Linked DNA regions of Mus musculus: region 1 is linked to region 2. Evidence: chromatin contacts called from public Hi-C data. All regions are on one chromosome and are shown on one strand. The core of a region is the stretch at or near the end of the contact, and the rest is flanking DNA. Distances in the headings are between cores, read along the strand shown. Region 1 has its middle 65 kb from the start of Gm35039. Region 2 holds the start of Kcnab1 (potassium voltage-gated channel, shaker-related subfamily, beta member 1).

Evidence for each region. A called contact is a pair of places that touch in the nucleus more often than the background predicts.
Region 1: a Hi-C map of the N1E-115 cell line shows a contact between it and region 2, with 2.8 times the contacts expected there. The contact joins the enhancer-like site here to the promoter of Kcnab1 in region 2. A contact is called at or near these places in 4 of 484 Hi-C or Micro-C datasets (the N1E-115 cell line, embryonic stem cells and myocytes), 2 of 115 datasets of contacts at active chromatin or transcription factors (astrocytes and embryonic stem cells) and 1 of 9 other capture datasets (embryonic stem cells).

Annotation. Positions count from the first base shown.
Region 1 is chr3:65,861,270-65,866,125 of GRCm38.p6, reverse strand. No RefSeq gene overlaps it. Among named protein-coding and RNA genes, the nearest start is that of Gm35039, 65 kb to the left of the region's middle. Within about 2 kb of position 2,650, at least 111 of the 459 cell types and tissues checked have an H3K27ac peak or open chromatin away from gene starts, as enhancers often do. A contact at or near this core is called in the N1E-115 cell line and astrocytes, where this site is marked.
Region 2 is chr3:65,106,309-65,110,689 of GRCm38.p6, reverse strand. Kcnab1 (potassium voltage-gated channel, shaker-related subfamily, beta member 1) reads right to left here and starts at 1,676. Exons shown (of 14, transcript NM_010597.5): 1 at 698-1,676. The coding sequence starts at 918.

The sequences.
Region 1 (4,856 bases), core at 1,401-3,900, 750 kb before region 2:
CTGTGGTAGTTTCAATGGGAACGGCCTCATGGACTCATATCTTTGAATATATCGTGCCCAGTTGGTAGACTTGTTTGGGGAAGAATTGGGAGATGCACCCTTGACAGAAGAGGTGTGTCACTAGGGACAGCTTTGAGGTTTCAAAAAAACCCAGGGCCATCCTAAGCCTATCTCTTTTTCTGCCTGCTACCTACCTATGGATCAGAATGTGAGCTCTCAGCTCCTGCTCCACAGCCTGCCTGCCTGCCTGCCTGCCTGCCTGCCTGCCTGCCTGCCTGTCTGCCTGACTGCTTGCCTGCCTGCCTGCCTGCTGCCTGCTGCCTGCCTGCCTGACTGCCTGACTGCCTGACTGCCTGACTGCCTGACTGCCTGACTGCCTGCCCGCCTGCCTGCCTGACTGCCTGACTGCCTGACTGCTTGCCTGCCTGCCTGCCTGCCTGCCTGCCCGCCTGCCTGCCTGACTGCCTGACTGCCTGACTGCTTGCCTGCCTGCCTGCCTGCCTGCCTGCCTGCCTGCCTGCCTGCCTGCCTGCCTGACTGCTTGCCTGCCTGCCTGCCATGCTCCCTACCTTGACACTCATGGACTCTAACCCGCTGTAACTGTAAGCCTCAAATAAAAATGCTTTCATTAATAAGTGGCCTCAGTCATGGCATTTTACCCGGGCAATGGGAAAGTAACTAAGACATGGGGTAACTAGAAGAACACCGCACTAAAGCAGCAGTGGGAGGTCTGTAAGCAGAGGTTAAGTTCAAGATGTGAAGAAGGAACCACATTTACAGTTAGGAAAAAAACTCCCATTAGCTGAGGCCACAAGAGCCTTAGGGCAAACCAAGGCTTCCAGGCCAACTCCAGAGTCATCATCTCTGCTTTTGACCTCCACCTCCTGACCAAGCTCACCAGGCCTCCACACATGGAGACTGCAGTACTCCCTGAAGGGTAGAAAGGACTGAGTGGGAGCATGCTATCCGGGACCCCTTTCTCAGGGCACCCGGCTTTCACATTACTGCCATCTGCAGAGCCCTGGGTGACTGCCATTGCTGTTCCTGCCCCTGTTGGTATGGCATGGCACCCAGCAGAGGGGGATTTAATTTCCTCCAAGTGTGGAAGATTTTTCAGGTGGCCTCTGATGGGACAATAATCAGCTGGCCTCCCCCCTCCCTTTATGTCCCACTTCTCCTAGATTGCCATCTCTCTCAGAAGTTTTGTAATGGCAAATACTCTTTTCTTATCTGTTAAAATATCTTACATCTAAAAGTATGGTGGTGGCTAATTGGCCTCCATTCCCAATTCCGTTTCTCAAGGAGGCCTGAGAGGACTAGCGAAGATGACCATTCACCCAATTTGGGCATCAGTGAGAGAGGAACACAACACCTCAGGCCCAGGAAACAGGCCATCTTGTCCGGGCTCTGTGCAGGCATCCTCCTGCATTGGATGTCTCACTATCAAGCTAGCACTGACTCCACCCTCTCTGCATTAATTCTTGTCATGAGCCAGAAGCCTCGAATATCAATCTTGTTTTTCTTCTTCCAGCATTTCCGATACCAATAATAACACCATTACCCTTAAGTATGAGTCTGTATACCCGACACAGAGTGCTTTGGGGTCATTGAAATGCTCATCCGTCCTTTCTAGGTCTTTCATATCTGGGAATCAGCAATGCAGAAAATGGGATTCAAGAAGAAAACAAAAACCAAAGTGAGGCTTGAAATGAGCGAAGCAGTGCGGAGGGCTGGCACGAGCCGACTGCCACCAGAGCAGGGAGAGCATGCAGGTCGGCTAAGGGAGCGCACCGCGAAACTGGCCAGCCCCTTAGCAACATCCGCATAGCTGACACAGAACACTCTGACTTGGGGAGGGATGAAAATACCGGGTGACATCAGAGGCTCCGAGCACAGCCAGGGCATTCTAGAGGTGTGTGGTGTCAGGACGGCCTGTGCTGGCCTCATTTATCTACCTGAGTCATTTGAACAAAGCACTCGCTGGCTTAGCTTTGTTGTGACTAGAATTTGGAACCAATCCCCTGGCTCTGCCCCCATGGGTTTTGCTACTGCAGCGCAGCGTGGGTATGTAGGAACACAGACCGAATCCTGTGGCAATCAAGGATAGACTGTTCCTTCTCTGGGCCACAGGCTTCCCTAGGAAGGAGCCTTGGCCAAGTGTTTGTGTGTCTCCAGAACCAAGTGTCTGGCAACCAGCAGGTTTCTCGTGAATAAATGACAAATCCCAGAGACACATTCTGGGAAACGCAGGGCTTTTGTGGTGGCAGCATGCTCAACAGCACAGCACTGTGCTGTGGGACTCTTTAGTTTGTGGGACTCTAAGAATAATTTTCACGTCCTGGGAAAAGTGTCTGGCGCTGATTGCACATGCGAAAGTGTCGTGACGTGGGGATTAGGGTTGTCACAGGCAGACTGAAGGCCTTAGAAAAAGCACACCAAAATGGAGGTATTCATTCTAGGGAGGCTGCAGAATACTCAATGAGCTGGCGTTCTTCTCCTCCGAGTGAAGAAGAGGCCATGCTTGAAAACGGGGCTGTAGAAGGAAGGTCTCAAGAAGCCTTACTTCAGATTCCGTTCAGACACCCTCAGCGAACTCCCACATATTCCTCACCTTTCCACTAGGGGGCAGACAGAGGACGGAGAACATCCCAGGCAGGAGGCCGGTCCCTCACAAGGCAATCAGCCTCACACCAACACACTAGGCTGTTTGTGCTATGCAAAAGGCGAGGCTAAGCCTCTCTCTTCCGGCCTGTCACAGTCTCATTGATACTGCATGGTTTGCCTGTGACATCAGACACCGAAAAGTATGACAACCAAACTGTACGGTTCAAGGTGAATGTCAATAAATAGAATAAAAGGGGAGGAGGGGGGGAAGGAAGAAAAAAAAAGAAAGATCCCTGATGTTTTTCTTACCACACATGGTTTGGGGGGATCCTTCATTATCCAGAGTATTCATGATGTATCTGAATTCAGTGACTTCTCACAATGAGAAGATAACTGGAAAACTGCATACGACCTCTCTCTTGACCTCTTTCTATTTACAACAGCAACGTGGTTTCTATCCAAGTCACTGTTTCCTTCTGAGAGCCCATTCCACAGGCCTCTGTGTATCAACACACAGAAGGAAATATTCCAAGGGATATATTTTTTTTAATAACTCCCACATGCCTTAAAAAGTCATTTCCTCCTAAGACATTCAGGGCAATCGGGGCCCCTTAATTGGCTTAATTTTTATTCTTAATCCTCAAGGGTCGAGGAAAAAACAACACGACTATCTTCCTGTTCCTATTACCCTTTCATAAACTGTTGAGCACACAGGCTTGCCTCTAAAAGAAACCACAGTGAGCCTAAAGGAATAAGCATTTGTCAGGCCAGACCCCAGACTGGAAGATCACTGCAGGTGTGAGTCACTCATGGGAACTCTGAGGGTCTGAAAGCCACTCTCCCACTTGCAGAGGTGAGGGCGGCGTTGGCTTAGAACTGGCTCCGTGTTTGCTAGCATTAATAGAAATGTCTGTCAAAACAACGTTTTGTGACTTTTAATGAATTGCATCTTTAATTGTGCTGAGAAAAAAGTAAGCAAATGACGTGAGTGAGCTTACTTACAAGGGAAGGGTCAGCCTGTGTCTAGAACGTGGGTTTCCTGTGGAACGAGAATTCTTGTGCAAATCACTTCAAGCCATCCCTGATTTTTTTTTTTTTTTGAATGCTCTCCCTGATTTCACGCTGATAGCATCACAGCTCAGAAGATCCTATGAAGACAGCCTGACATCAAGCTGCTTTCTTGGTTGGCAAAATGATCTTAAGAATTACCTAAAAATGTGCTGTTTCTAAATGATTTGTTCATCTAAAGTCATTTGATTTTCAATTAAAATAAAATAAACAGGCTTGGCTATATTTGGACACAGATGTTGCTGTGGCTTCCAGATTCCTTTGTTTAAAGGTGACAAGATGCGTGGAGAAGACATTCATCTGATTGGGTATTCAGGCTTACAAAGAAAGTAATTACAGGGCCAGAGAGAGGACTCACCCCCCCCCCCCCTTCATCTAAATTCCCTTCCACATATCAACATAGTTTGACCTTGATGGTTTTAAATGTAAAAGACACTGATGTAATTCAAATAAAGCAATTTTTCAAATACCCCAAGGAATCCGGGATCAGAGATGACAGGCCTGAAGGATGAAAACCTGAGGGGCTAACGGATTCTCCAGTCCTCACGGTAGATGTGTCTTCCCTTCCTATTGAACTAAGATATTTTTGTCTTCTTTCCAGGGAACATTTGTTTGCCCAGTCCTCTGGAAAACGCCCAAATGCTGGCTTCCCCTTCCCCTCCCTCTCTCTTGCTCCCTCTCTCCCCCCTCCCTTTCTCTCTCTCTAAGCCCTTCTGGTTTTTGTGAGTCTTCCCACTAACATTTGCACCAAGGCAGCCTCTGTGGTCAGTGAGGTGACCTCCAACCTTCCTCGCCTTTCTCCGAGGGCAGAGGCCCTCCCTTCTGCCCTGACAAAGCACTTTCAGTCAACTCTTGGGTTTCTTCATGGTTGATTAAACTGTCTGTGTTTATTCAGGACCCTTCTCCTCTTTCTGTGTCCGGCCGCTGACCTTTCTGTTGCTTCATTGTCAGAGGAGAGAGCTCACGGGGCAGTCAGTCCCAATGCTTGTTAGCAGCCCTGGAAAGCAGCTCGGCCACTGGAATTCCTAGCACATCTTCAAAGCCAGTGGCTTTTCACCTAGGTAGCTGCTGTTGCTGGATGAAGCTTGTGAGTAAGGGAGGGTTGCTGGTTCTCCTGGAACCGAATGGATACTGATCGTCTTGTCATTGATGTCCTCGAGGCTTCCTTCCTGCAGTGTGAAGTT
Region 2 (4,381 bases), core at 427-2,926:
GGGATCGCATTATGGAACGGAGAACTGTTTTTACTACAGGAAGATTTCTATCTACGAAAACAACCAATTCAGTTGTGATACAGGAGACAGGGACACAGACATTCACCGGCACTGAAAAGCTGGTCCCCTGTATTTAACAACAGTCGCACTTCATTCACTTCAGGCAGTAATTTAGATTTCAGTACAGCAGTGTTCAGTCTCTAACACCGTTGTAGGTGTTTCTTGCTACCACAAACCTTCCTTAATAAGAGCTGGGCTTAACATGTTCCCTCGGTCTCTCAAAGGGAAGAGTGCAGCGTGGGATGGGAAACTATTCTGAAAAGCATAAGCGTAGAATCGACAGCCTGTGCATCAAGCAGGACAAACACTTCTGCTCTTGACAAACTGTCCTAGTAGAAAAGAGTTCCTAGCTCTTAGGTGTGTTTTCTCCGCTCTCTGGAACTCATTATGGTCCTAAGGTGTTCGTAACACTTAGAATATAAAAAAATGGGCCACATCTTAAAGATCGCACTTGTGCATGCACAGCAGCTTGGCCCTTTTCAGCTCTCCCCCCACAAAAGGCTAATTTCAAAGCAAACACCTGAGAATTCTAAATTAAGCAAACAAGCGCTGAGTTAAGTCACTTTCAAACAGGAACAACTGCCTGGCTGAACCGTCAAAGAACACAGAAACCCCGGGCAGAGGGACCTCACCATACCTATATTTCATGCCAGTCTGCTTTGCGGTGGACTCTTTGAGAGAAATGTGATGCTGAGGGGTGAAGGTCCCCAGGCTGCGAGCGATGATAGCGACAGTGCGGAATTTGGCCCGGGCTGCGTTCACCACATTGGGGGCGTTGGAGCTCTGCTTGCTCAGAAGTCGGTCCTCACCATTTCGACTCTTCAAATTGTGCTCTGTGCAGGCTATGGAGACTTGCATTGCTTCCCAGGACAGAGCAAGGTCCTCTCAGAACCCCACAACACAGGCGGTCGGCAGAGGGTGAGCAGTTGGGGGGATTTCGGCTGTCTTTTAACCCCTCTTGCCCCCCTTCCTGGATGCCTTCAGAGGAGTCCCAGCAGCTGACTTCAGGACCCACACAGTGGCAGAAGAGGCTGAGGGGCAGGACAGAGTCCCCGGGACCCAAAGAAGTAAACAGCCAAGCTGGAAGTTGCCTCGGCAGCTGGAGCGCGAATCAGCCTCTCCAATCTTCCCAGGCTGTGATCTCGGCTGATTAAACAGCCAGATCCATGTGGTCAGGAGGCTGGTGCAGAAGCCTAGAGCTGAGCATTCATGGTGACTGCACACAGCCCTGCCTGGAGCCAGTCCGAGGTGCCTGAATGCAGAGGGCTGGTTTCTGGGCGCTGGCTCAAAGCAACGCAGGCATACCGCAAGATGCGCTGCTAGCACCCTCTGGATCACAGGCAGGAGGCTCAACTGGAGAGGAGCATCCCAAGAAGCAGCTCACAGCAAGCAGGACCCCGCGGACCCGTGGTCTCCATCCACTATGCCTGCCAACTACCTCGCTCCTGTGCTTAGGAGAATGCGGAGGTGGAGGCTTCTCAAGACCCCTCCCCACTCATCCTCGGGCAAAAGCTGGGTCTCCTGAGCCAGCACTTACTTGGTTAGCGACTGCATAGAAGAGCTGGGAGGTCCCTTTAAGGAGCGCCTTGCCTTTGTGTGCAGTGGGAAGGAAAGATCACTGTGACCACTCCTTACTGGAACAGGACTGGGAGGGCTGTTCCATCAGGGGGCTCTGCCTAGATGCCACCAAATTTTGCTGCAGCGCAGGAGTTGAAAAGGCTGAGTTGGGGAGGCTGAGTGGGGTGCTCTGAGAACAGCACACTACTGATTAACACGTGAATGCTCTTCTGACTTGCTGGAACACAGCTTGGAATTCAGATATTAGCCTTGTCAGGGTTCATATCCCCTCTGCATGTTATTTCTTATGCAGATAAGTTAGAAGTTTCCTGAAAAGCCACAGTGCAGTCTGGATGGAGTGGGGTCTGCTAACGTACTGCAAATTTATTTAAAATACCAGAGTAGAGACGTCTGGGATGCTGCAGGGAGCAATGGGTCCTCCCCGCTGGAGGATACAGGTGGGGGTAGGTGCAATGGGGGAGAAACAGGTCAGGAAAGTAACAGGATCCATATATATTGTCATGGCCACAGGGATGGGCAGCAAGAAGTTCTGTGAGCTGAGCCTGAACCCATATAAGATGCATTTCTTGTTTGGCTGGATGTTCCATTCAGAGCAACTGCTCAAGAAACCTGCTCAGACCAAACTATCAATTAGTTGATAATTCATCTCTCCATTTGAAGTATGAGAGAAATAACTCGTCCTATGAATTTGGTTAAATTATATCTTCTCCAAAAGCTTCTTTCTAAATGTGATCCCCAACAGACCCCACTGTCAAGGAGGAAGAAACAACAAACGCTATTTGTGAATCCATCTCTGTTCTTGGCAATAGAGATCAATATGGAGGGAAATTTAGGAAGCTGTGTCTCAGTTCGTAAGGAGCAGGCAATCTGGGTGGGAAGGACAAAGCACTCGGTCTTCAGAGACTGATTATGTTGAAAATCATACTCTATGTGTCCACGGGAGTGGTACCCACACTAAGCACAACAGAATGAAAAAAGAATGAATTTCAGGAGCCTGGAGAACATTTCTTCATTTCGATCCATTACAACACTTCAGTGGAGCTTCTCTTATAATCTGACTTGGCTACTGGGACACATGACAATGTCCAGAGTTTCAGGAAGCACACGAAGACTCAACAGCCCTCCCAAAGGTATGGACTCCCCTGTGGCAGGACCCATGGGTCTGATCTGATTATCAGGAGTACAGGGAAGCATGTTCACGGATGACATAGCCTGCCTGTATAAATTAATAAATAAAACAGCTGCTCTGGCCACTTCTGCCCAAGCAAATGAAGTTGCAGAAGTGAAATCCTCAAGGAGACTCTGTGCTTGTGTTGAGATCCACTCAAGATATTATTACTCTTAACAACTTTGAACCTGAAGATAAGATTTAAACCACATTGTGGCATCCAATTCTTGATCCTCTATATATTTTCACTCTTTCCCTTAGGAAAATCAGTATGTTCATTAACAGAGGATATTTAGGATGACTGAGGGTGGCAGGGTTAAGTGGGCACCTCTTCTTTTCACCCAGGCAGGAATACTGGGACGTACCTTTCTTTAATCTTTGGAATAAACAGTGGGTAGAGAGGAAGCAGATCATAGGAACCTTTATTTTTGCACACTAAGCCAGCTCATCGGAGATGATCAACGTGAATTGGGAAAGCAGTCAAAATGAGAAGAGGAAGAAGTGGGAGGAATCAAAAGAAAGAGCTTTTAGAAAAGGAAAGTGGGAAAAAAGCAGGCTGGGAACAACAGAGGGAGGTGATGCCCTTCAGACCCGAGGGGTCAGGAACCAGGGACTTTAACTTGGCCACTGGCTTTGGGGGAGGGGAGGTGGGCAGGGGTTCAGCTGAGAGTGCTGCTGGCTTTATAGGATGGACTAAGAGGCCTGGATATATTAACCAGTGTGGTGTTTAGCTTTATTAAGGGGCTAGCAGAGAAATGCCAAAAAGCACAGCATAGCCTAGATCAGGGAAAAGGTTATCTGAACAAGACATACAAAGTAGAGCATTTCTGACCCCAATAGGACCACACAGAGTGCTTGCTTGTTCTATGGCAGGTGCTCAATCTATAAATAATTGAGAGGTGATGAGGAAATAACGAAGAGGGAGAGGGGAAGGTGGGTTGGATGGGGGAGATGCCTTTTCCTGGATAAACTCCATTCTTTAAAAACAACCACCAAAGAAAATCCTGTGCATTCACTTGGAAGCTCAGCCAGTTATACTGAAAAGGAGTGAATGGTAGCCCCACAGTTTCCTCTGCTCCTCTTGAGTGTGGTCCAGTGTCCCAACCTTTGGGACATGCCTCATAGAGAATCAAAGATCTGAGGCCAGAGGATGCTCACAGTGCAGGCTTCTTTCTTGTTGACCACAGTGAGCCTTTCATCTCTGATACCACACAGGCACTCTGACAGGCAAGCAGCAGCCCCATAGTTTCCCCAGACATCCTCATACTTCCCAGAATTAAGGGACCAGTCGCTCTCAGGAGCCTGGAAGCTAAATAACAGTTGGCTGTAGAGTGCCCATTCCTAATAAGTTTGCTAGCAGGCCACATGCTAATTAAGCTGGGGAAGTTAGACTTACAATGTATGTTCCTTTACTGTCACACACTATGAGAATTTCAGGCTTAAATAGACACACAAACCTGCATATAGATAGATTTACATAGATACACACATATACATGTATAGATATAGTTATGGGCTAGATTATCTCATCCCAAACTTCATGTATAGAGGCCCTGTCTTTGCCGCCGTGTGTCA